3 separate regions of the Zea mays genome follow, and all the other regions are linked to region 2. A link is a contact called in public Hi-C data. All regions are on one chromosome and are shown on one strand. Each heading gives the region's core, a stretch centred on a gene start, on an enhancer-like site or on the middle of the called end of the contact. The rest is flanking DNA. Distances are from core to core; before and after follow the strand shown. Region 1 has its middle 110 kb from the start of LOC111589286. Region 2 holds the start of LOC100283610 (shaggy-related protein kinase eta). Region 3 holds the start of LOC107546759.

The links. A called contact is a pair of places that touch in the nucleus more often than the background predicts.
Region 1: a Hi-C map of tassel shows a contact between it and region 2, with 1.9 times the contacts expected there. The contact joins the enhancer-like site here to the promoter of LOC100283610 in region 2. A contact is called at or near these places in 2 of 25 Hi-C or Micro-C datasets (endosperm and tassel).
Region 3: a Hi-C map of ear shows a contact between it and region 2, with 5 times the contacts expected there. The contact joins the promoter of LOC107546759 here to the promoter of LOC100283610 in region 2. A contact is called at or near these places in 5 of 25 Hi-C or Micro-C datasets (ear, endosperm, leaf and 2 more).

The regions. Positions count from the first base shown.
Region 1 is chr5:148,967,754-148,970,453 of Zm-B73-REFERENCE-NAM-5.0, forward strand. No RefSeq gene overlaps it. Among protein-coding and RNA genes, the nearest start is that of LOC111589286, 110 kb to the right of the region's middle. Within about 2 kb of position 1,433, at least 18 of the 20 cell types and tissues checked have an H3K27ac peak or open chromatin away from gene starts, as enhancers often do. A contact at or near this core is called in tassel, where this site is marked.
Region 2 is chr5:148,665,934-148,668,656 of Zm-B73-REFERENCE-NAM-5.0, forward strand. LOC100283610 (shaggy-related protein kinase eta) reads left to right here and starts at 1,296. Exons shown (of 12, transcript NM_001156511.2): 1 at 1,296-1,609; 2 at 2,319-2,408; 3 at 2,507-2,566; 4 at 2,647-2,723. The coding sequence starts at 1,505.
Region 3 is chr5:148,319,417-148,322,343 of Zm-B73-REFERENCE-NAM-5.0, forward strand. LOC107546759 reads right to left here and starts at 1,555. Exons shown (of 3, transcript NM_001322792.2): 1 at 1,319-1,555; 2 at 1,019-1,210; 3 at 1-490. The coding sequence starts at 1,528.

The DNA of each region.
Region 1 (2,700 bases), core at 183-2,682, 300 kb after region 2:
GTGCAGGAATCCCTCGCCTGACCGCCATCGCAGCAAAATCAACCCAAGGACCTCCCTACACTGACCACTCCCCTACTGCCCTTGCCCCTTTCGGGTAAGGTAGTCATCCACTAGCTTTCCTAGTTAATCAGCCAAGGGCGTCCCATTAAACCCTTGTGGTAGCACTGTTTTCCCGGGTGGTCGCTCCATGTTTCCATTAACATAATGATCTTATCATGAACATAAATAACATAACAGAATAATAGGAACATGGATATAGGGAAATATTAACCTGAAACCACATAATGCAATAGCATAACTACCCAAGTGAATCGGGGGTAAACAAGGTAAACAGGATAAACAGACTAGGATAACCTATTGGGTCCCATCAAAATTTAAACCTATGCATGAATAAGTGATAATAAAGAACATTATTGGGTAACAAAAGTGGATCAAGGGCACAACATGCCTGGCACATGAGATTCCAGTTACCAGGGTGATTCTTCGGATCCTCGAAACCTCGCGCTAGTCGTAGCAATACAAACAAATAGTGTATAGACAAAATTAACATTACACCAAACATAAGTATAAACTGAATAATAATAATCTATATGTTGCTACGAGATCGTGGGAACGAGAACCACTAAAATCGAAGTTACAATTAAGGAGTTATGATTTTATAGATAATTTATGTGATTAAAATGTTAAACTATATTATAAATTGGTTAATATAAATCATATAAGAGGTTATTCTATAAATAATTATCTCAACTTAAATCTAAGTTATAAATTGATCATAGATCATTTTCTATTACATTGATAAGCAGATTAACAAGACTAACCAACATAAGTTAAATAAAAATCTAATTATAAAATAATGAAACATGGTATAATAAATGTTGTTATTGCATAGTAAATATTCACACGAGACTAACGCAACTGGAACGGGTCAATTCGGATTTAAAACGAGGAAGTTATGAATTTCCTAAGGTTTTATGTATTTGATTAGGATTAATTAGGATATAAATTTTAAAGTAGATTTCATGACAAATCAGTGGCACTAGTTGTTAAACAATAATATTATAAAATTATAGGAACTGGAATGGATCAATTTGAACTCAATATGAATTTTCTAGGGAATATACAAGTTGTAGTAATTATTTTTACATTAAAAATCATTTCTAAAATGAATTTCACTACCTCTGGTCTGCGCGCATAAAAACAGAGAAACCTGGGGGTCTCTACGCAAGAAACACCAGACACAGTGCCAAAGCGTGTACGGCGGGTTAAATCTTATGAAGCACAGGGGCTCTTTTGTGAAAACACGTGGCCGAAGGAGTATCGGGGTTTTACGATCGTCCGGTTAGAAATCCATGGTCCAGATCAGATCCAAGCTTAAGTGAACTGGTACGCTATGCCTACCCTCCGATCACAATCCGGCAACCAAGATTTCATACTCTAACAGGTCAGCGACTCATCCAATCCTAGCCGTCCATAGTTGATCGCACGGCCAGGGGTGCACCAACCCTAGATCTAATCACCGCCACCCAATCCGGAATGGACGGCCTAGAGGGCGCCTTCCTCCCTAGGGCCGAGCCATGGCGGCGCCAGAGCTCCCCCCACGGCGGAGCCACGCCAGCGCAAACCACTCTTAGATTTTGGTGCCCGATCGACCACACGGCCCGGCGCTAAACCATCCTAAGGGCATAGCGAACAATCGGCGCGACTTCTTACTGAAGATCGAAGCATGGAGATTCCTGGTCACGCGAGCGACGGTGTTGCTGTGGAGATCATGACGCTTGTGAGCAATTGGGGCGGCACCAGTGGTCGAAGACGGCGAACACGTTGGCGAGGAGACGCAGATGGGGACGACATCGGACTTGAACTCGCCCATGACGTTCTGCTGTCCGCCCGCGCGCGTTCTTGGCGAAGCCGGACATGGGGGCGGATCCACTCTCCCTCTCCTCTTAATTCTCTCTCTCCGGCGAGGGTCTCTGCTCCCCGAGGTATCCGCGATAGAGGGTGAATCCTCCCAGTCGTCGACCCCGGCGTGGACGATGTTGTGACCGACGGCGACAGATCACCCCGCAAACCTCTCTCCCTCACGGCGGCCATGGCACACGACGGAGGACACTCCAGCAAGGGGGGTCGGTCTGCACAGCTAAATACAGAGGAGGGCGAATTCGAGCCGAGGAATCCGCGGCGGGTGGCGCGCGCCGTTGCAACAGACTCTCGGAGGAAGCAGAGGCGGATCCGAGAGAAACGGCGCACCGACGAGCTCGGAATTTGCGGTACGCAGTGATCTCAGTGGGAGAAGACTAGCAAGGCAGTCCCACATGCCAGAGCCTGATAGCATGCATGCGGTGACCAGAGGGAGGCCCAATCTATCGGCGAAGGCAGACCAGTGACGTTTACACGGCCAAGCGACTGAACCACGGGACCCCATGCATCAGTTGGCGTAAACAGGCTGACTACCCGGCCCCGCGGACAGTGACCGAGCACGCACGGTAGGGGAAGTTGGATAGGTGGGCTGCGCAGTGGGGAAACCAGGATCGGGCCGAATAGAAGCAGAAGTGGCCCAAGTGCATTCTTCCTCCCTTTCTTTTTATTTTCTGATTTCTTTTTCCTCTTTTAAACTTCAATTTGAATTCAAATGTTGTGGTGAACTTGTACTCAAATTAAAAAAATACAAATAAACATACTAGTATGGACAGATTATAT
Region 2 (2,723 bases), core at 46-2,545:
AGGCTAACCTGCGGACCGTCCGGGGCACAAATTGTCTGGACCACATGGCCGGACCGTCCGGACGTGCCTATATACTAAGTATGGTGCTGAACAATAATGATATATTTAATAATTATAATTGATATTCAAACATTCCATATGAAGAGGAGTAAACTAACCAAGCACCCTAATATCGAGTATATTGATCACGCAAGCTGGAACGGCGTGCCATTTTATATTCTGTGACGTAGTGGGTCCCACCTGCCGAAGTGAGCGAGAGCATATTATGTGACGTAGTGGGTCCCACCGGTCGAAGTGAGCGAGAGTGGTAAGTGGATACCTCGAACTTGTATACCATGCAGGTTTTACCGGATATAGGAGTGGGTATAGGATAAATTCATTACTCGTGAGTACGTTAATAGATACAATATTTTACTCATCAGGTAGACGGGTACGAATATGTGTATGTATCACCCATACTCGCGTACCCATATAATGCACCTCACCGATATATAATCTACTCAATTAAATATATATAAATATATATTAGCTAAAAATATGATCAATTTGTATGTTTCCTCATTATTAACTATTTTTCTTCTTTTATTTAATTTATAATTTTAAATACGTCAATATTAATTAGATATATGCTATTTAATATGTGTTTAGCTAATCGGGTGTTAGTTACTCGACAAATTTTTTTTAATTATGCGAATATAGGTATTTTTTGATGAGTATAATTTTACCCAACCATCTCCAACAGCTTACCGTACCCATATATATATATATATATATATATATATATATATATATATATATATATATATATATATATATATAGTGCAAAACAGTGTTTTTGGTGAACATATGAGTGAAGTGCTGTATATTGCACCCATATGGTCACAAAAATACCGTTTTCCACTGTTTTTCACAGTACATTGTAATGCTTGTAGAGTGTAGTTTGAATATGGTTATGATTACCATTTTCATCGTTTTACGCTATATATTGCAATATTTATAAATTGTAATTTAAATATGGTACGAGTATGGAGATGATCTAACCCATTTCCATCTCCGGTGGAAAGCCGTTTTGCAAGGGGAGATTCAAGTGCCAGCCGGACTGACACATTGACCATGTCCACATCCGGCCTCCTCCACTGCCAAATCTCATTCTTCCATACCATACTCCTCAAATTACAGATACAGACATATAGGGACCCATGTGTAAAACTCTTGCAGCGCTAACGACACCGGTACGGTATTCTCGAAATTCTCCTGTCCTTGCCTACAAAATTCCTCATTCTCGTAGCAGCGTAGTGGGTGGCGGTCTGGCGGAGGACAGGAAGGAAAAACAAGGCGAAAAAGGAGGTTCGGGGCGGGTTCCATGGCGCTGCCTTCCTAGCCCAGCCGCCTCACCAACCTCCCTCCTCACCGAGGAGAGACCGAGGCGCCAAGAGAGAACAGGACACTACGAGAAGAGGAGGTTCATTTCCGCGTCGTCTCCGCCAGCAGCCCCACCCACCACATGGCAGCCATGCCGGGTGGGGCCCACGCCGCCGGCGCCGCGGACCAGATGCAGGTGGACCAGCCGCTCCCCGCTGCGGCCGCACACGGCCCCGCGGACGCCAAGGTGAGCGGGTTTCTCCCCCTTTTCCGCCGCTGGCGTGTGGCTCCGGCGTCCCGGAGCGGTCGCGCAGGCCTACCGGATCTCTCCGCTCCGGCCCCGGCGTCGTGCTTGGTGGTTCACTGGTTCCCTCGTTTGACCTTCCGTAGATCTGCGGCGCGCGAGGCGAGGCTAGGTCTAGCTACGTGCCCCTGCTGCGCGATTTTCTCGTGGGAGAAGAAGGAACGTTGCTTAGCGGGGAGGAGATGCACTGCCTTCCTGGTCCTTGCGTGCGCGCTATGCAAGCTTGTAGCCGCCCCATGCTTCCTCCATACCGGTTGGCTTTAGCATGCCGGCTTGGGTCGCCTTTGCATACTGGTGTACTACGTGATCACAACTGTGTTCCAAATGGGGAATTAAACTAGGTAATTCTTTTTTAGATTTTTATGGCAGTTAATCTCGCTCTCCTGTTCAAGCCATGGTGTGGCTAGCAGGTTTGCGATGTATGTTTTGTCTTGTGGCGATTTCGGTTTTGTTTGAGGATAAGGATTTTCTGAATTGTTGAGTTTCCATTTCTAGCAAGCTTAGTTTATGTAAATTAGCAATAGTTCGGTACTTTGGTGGCTTTACTCCCCAATTCTACTATCTTGTGCCCCAGTCCTCAGCATTTTAAACATGGATACCATGTTTCGGCTATGTGCTACCACCTTTTCTTATGGATTTTACTCTGTAACAGCATGCTGGTTCTATGATTGAAGGGAATGATCCAGTCACGGGTCATATAATCTCAACAACCATTGGAGGGAAGAATGGAGAGCCTAAAAAGGTAATTTTTAGGGGACCAAAAGTTATAGGACATTATCAAATGTTAGGCATACAGCTATATCTTTCCTAACTTGGGTCATGTGCTTTTCTCCTTCTTAGACTATCAGCTACATGGCAGAGAGAGTTGTGGGAACTGGATCATTCGGAATCGTCTTCCAGGTACAGTGATGGTTGCTTTGCTATAAACCTTCCTAAGATTTTTTTTGTTACCTAATGGTATTGTCTGCTTCTACATTTAGGCAAAATGTCTGGAGACTGGTGAGACTGTTGCTATCAAGAAGGTTTTGCAGGACAAGCGCTACAAGAACAGGGAGCT
Region 3 (2,927 bases), core at 305-2,804, 350 kb before region 2:
GGACGGCCGTGACGAAGTCCCGCGAGAAGGCGGCGCCGTTGCGCGCGTACTGCGCCGTGATGGAGTCGACGGCGCCGCCACCGGCGCCGAAGAGCTCCTGGTCGGAGTGGAGCAGGCCGAACTGGGCCACGAGGTTGCGGAAGTAGCCGTTGTCGAACCTGACGGAGCTCATGGCGTCCAGCGGCGCCAGGTTGCCGTCGCTGGCCCCGGCCTGCGCCTGGCAGATCTGCCTCCGCTTCGCCGCGAACCCGGCGCTGATGTTGGTGTCGTTGTACACGCGGGAACGGAAGGTGGCGCACCGCGCCGCGCCGATCGTGTGCGCGCCCGACAGCGCCACCAGGTCCCGCGAGTCCAGCCCCTTGGACGCGAACGCCGACACCAGCGCCGCCGCGCTCGACGACGGCGACGGCAGGTTGCTGTTCGCCGCCGACTGGCTCGCCGTGCGCGTGTCCCGGCGACCCAGCTGCACCGCCCACGTCGGACCGCTCAGCTGCATTAATTAATATTGCAGTGCAGTGTTTGTCATACATCGTGTCAGTGAAATGCTACTGTCCTACGTTACACTGCAACCAAATCCAAATGTAAACAACTGCTTTGTCGTCGATCTCGAGTGTTACTTGTTACTGTGACTGTGAGTATATGTGGTGACTGACAAACGGAACAGCTACCGACGTACAGTAGCCACATGCACGACTGCTGAGCGAGCGAGCGTTTGACGACAGAACGGTTGGTGAAGGCTTGCTGGCCCGCACGTTGCTGACCAGCTTGTTTGACGGGACCGATCCAGCCGAGTTGCATGCAATGCATGGGTATGGCTATGCTTTTTTTTTCTTCCTTTCTTTTTTTTACTGATGACTGATGGATGGACATGCATGCATCGTGGCAGCAATCAGCACGGGGTGTCGGCAGGTGGTGTAGTACTCTGTACTGGTAGCGCCAGCCAGCCAGCAGTGGTCGGGGCGACCGTGCGATGATCGATACCAGGCAAACAAAGGATAAGGATGCATGGCTCACTGACCAGGTTGACGCCGTCGCGCGCGGCGAGGGCGAGGATGTCGGCGCAGGAGACGGTGCCGGGGCAGGCGGCCTCCACCTGGGACTTGATGGAGTCGATGACCTCGAAGCCGCGCAGGGAGTTGGCGTTGGGCCCCGCGTTCTTCTCCCCCGTCAGCGTCGGCGAGTCGTCGAGGAGCACGGACGCGTCGCACCCCTGCATGGGCAATAATAATAATAATAATGGAGTGTTGGATGGATGGCGCGGCGCGACGCATACTGACGACCAGCAGCAAGCCCAAGGCGCCACGACATGCATGCTTACCTGGACGAAGCAGTCGTGGAAGAAGAGGCGGAGGATGGAGGCCCCCATCCGCGGCTCCTGCTGCACGGCGGCGGCCATCCCGGCCCGCACGATGGCCTGCAGGCTGGGGCAGCTCGCGTCGTAGAACGTCGGCGACAGCTGCGCCATGGCGCCGAGCGCCAGCGCGCACGCCACGGCCAGTCTCGCCAGTAGCAAGGTCGCCGGCGCCATGGAAGATTGATTTGGGATTGGGTTAGCTGTGCTGTCGTCGATGGTGTCCCAGCACACACTGCGCTTCTGAGTTATATAGTGCCCTGTGCCCCATCGCGCGCGGTGGTTACGTAGTACATCTGTACATGCGTGGGCCGACACGCCACAGGGCCGGCAGAGTTTCCAGTCCGTGAGCGCATGGCGCGCGCCCTACCCTGCAGGATCAAATTGCCCGGTTACTTAAAACACTTCAACTGCAATACATGTCTGTCTCTATCCGTCTTGCCTTTAGATCGGCTGGAAGCCATAGCCAGGCCAGTGGTACAATGTGCATGTGCGGCGCGCGTACATCCGCCGTGTTACTACGGTGCTGTTTGGTACCGAAACTCTAAGGCATGGTACTCCTATCGTCCTACCGACGTGGTATATCGAGGCTAATTTTAAGATGTGTTTGATTGGATGTACAATAGAAGGGGCAGTCACAGTTTCTGTATTGTTTGAACGAGAGTCACGTGGGAACGAGTTAAACATTGGATTAATTTTTAGTGGCGGCGTGATGCTAAAAAATCGAGGAGACGGTGTCGTCCACACATCATCATTCCACTTTAATCTCAAACCAAATACATTCTTAAAGATCATCTCTCTGTAATTTTGATTTTAAAGGCAGATGGTAGTTCGTGGTAATAAGGCATATTGAACTAATGTTTAATATAACGATGGAAGAATAAAGTACGAAAAAAAAACTTATAGCATATGTTTAGTTTATAAAAGATAACGACATTACAGCCAAACAAATAAAATAACTATTACAGTTATCTCTGATAAAACAATAATACTTTAATTTCTAGGTATATTCTTGACGCAAAATCTTTAAGAAACCGTAATGTGAGATCAATGTTTTCTGAAATAACCTTCGCGGCTATTACCAAACCATTGTTTCATGTCACAATATCCAAACTTATCATTTCATATTTACTATAGAAGATATAATTGTCCCTATATGTAGTATCATGTGTTTCTTTATAGTCCCCACAATACAATTAAATACTAGATATGTAACAATACAATTAAATGCTAGATATGTATAAGACTATAGGAGTATGAATTGTGGGCCACTTAGATGGTTCAGGTTTCAATGCCTATGTTCTCGTGTCTAAGTAGTATCTCCCTCACGATATCACTTTTATTCTCTTCCCTCTTTACTCACATGCCACATCATATTTCTATCCTACATAGCGTATATTAAATGAGCATTGACACCACGCACTGGGAATAGCCTTGAAAGGCGCCTAGAGGGGGGTTGAATTGGCGAAATCTAAAGTTTTACTTAAACAAACTGTTGGGGGCCTTCGGCTTCCGAAGGTCCTCAAAAACATGATTTAACAATGTTTCTGGAGTATAATACATGAATAGATACCTT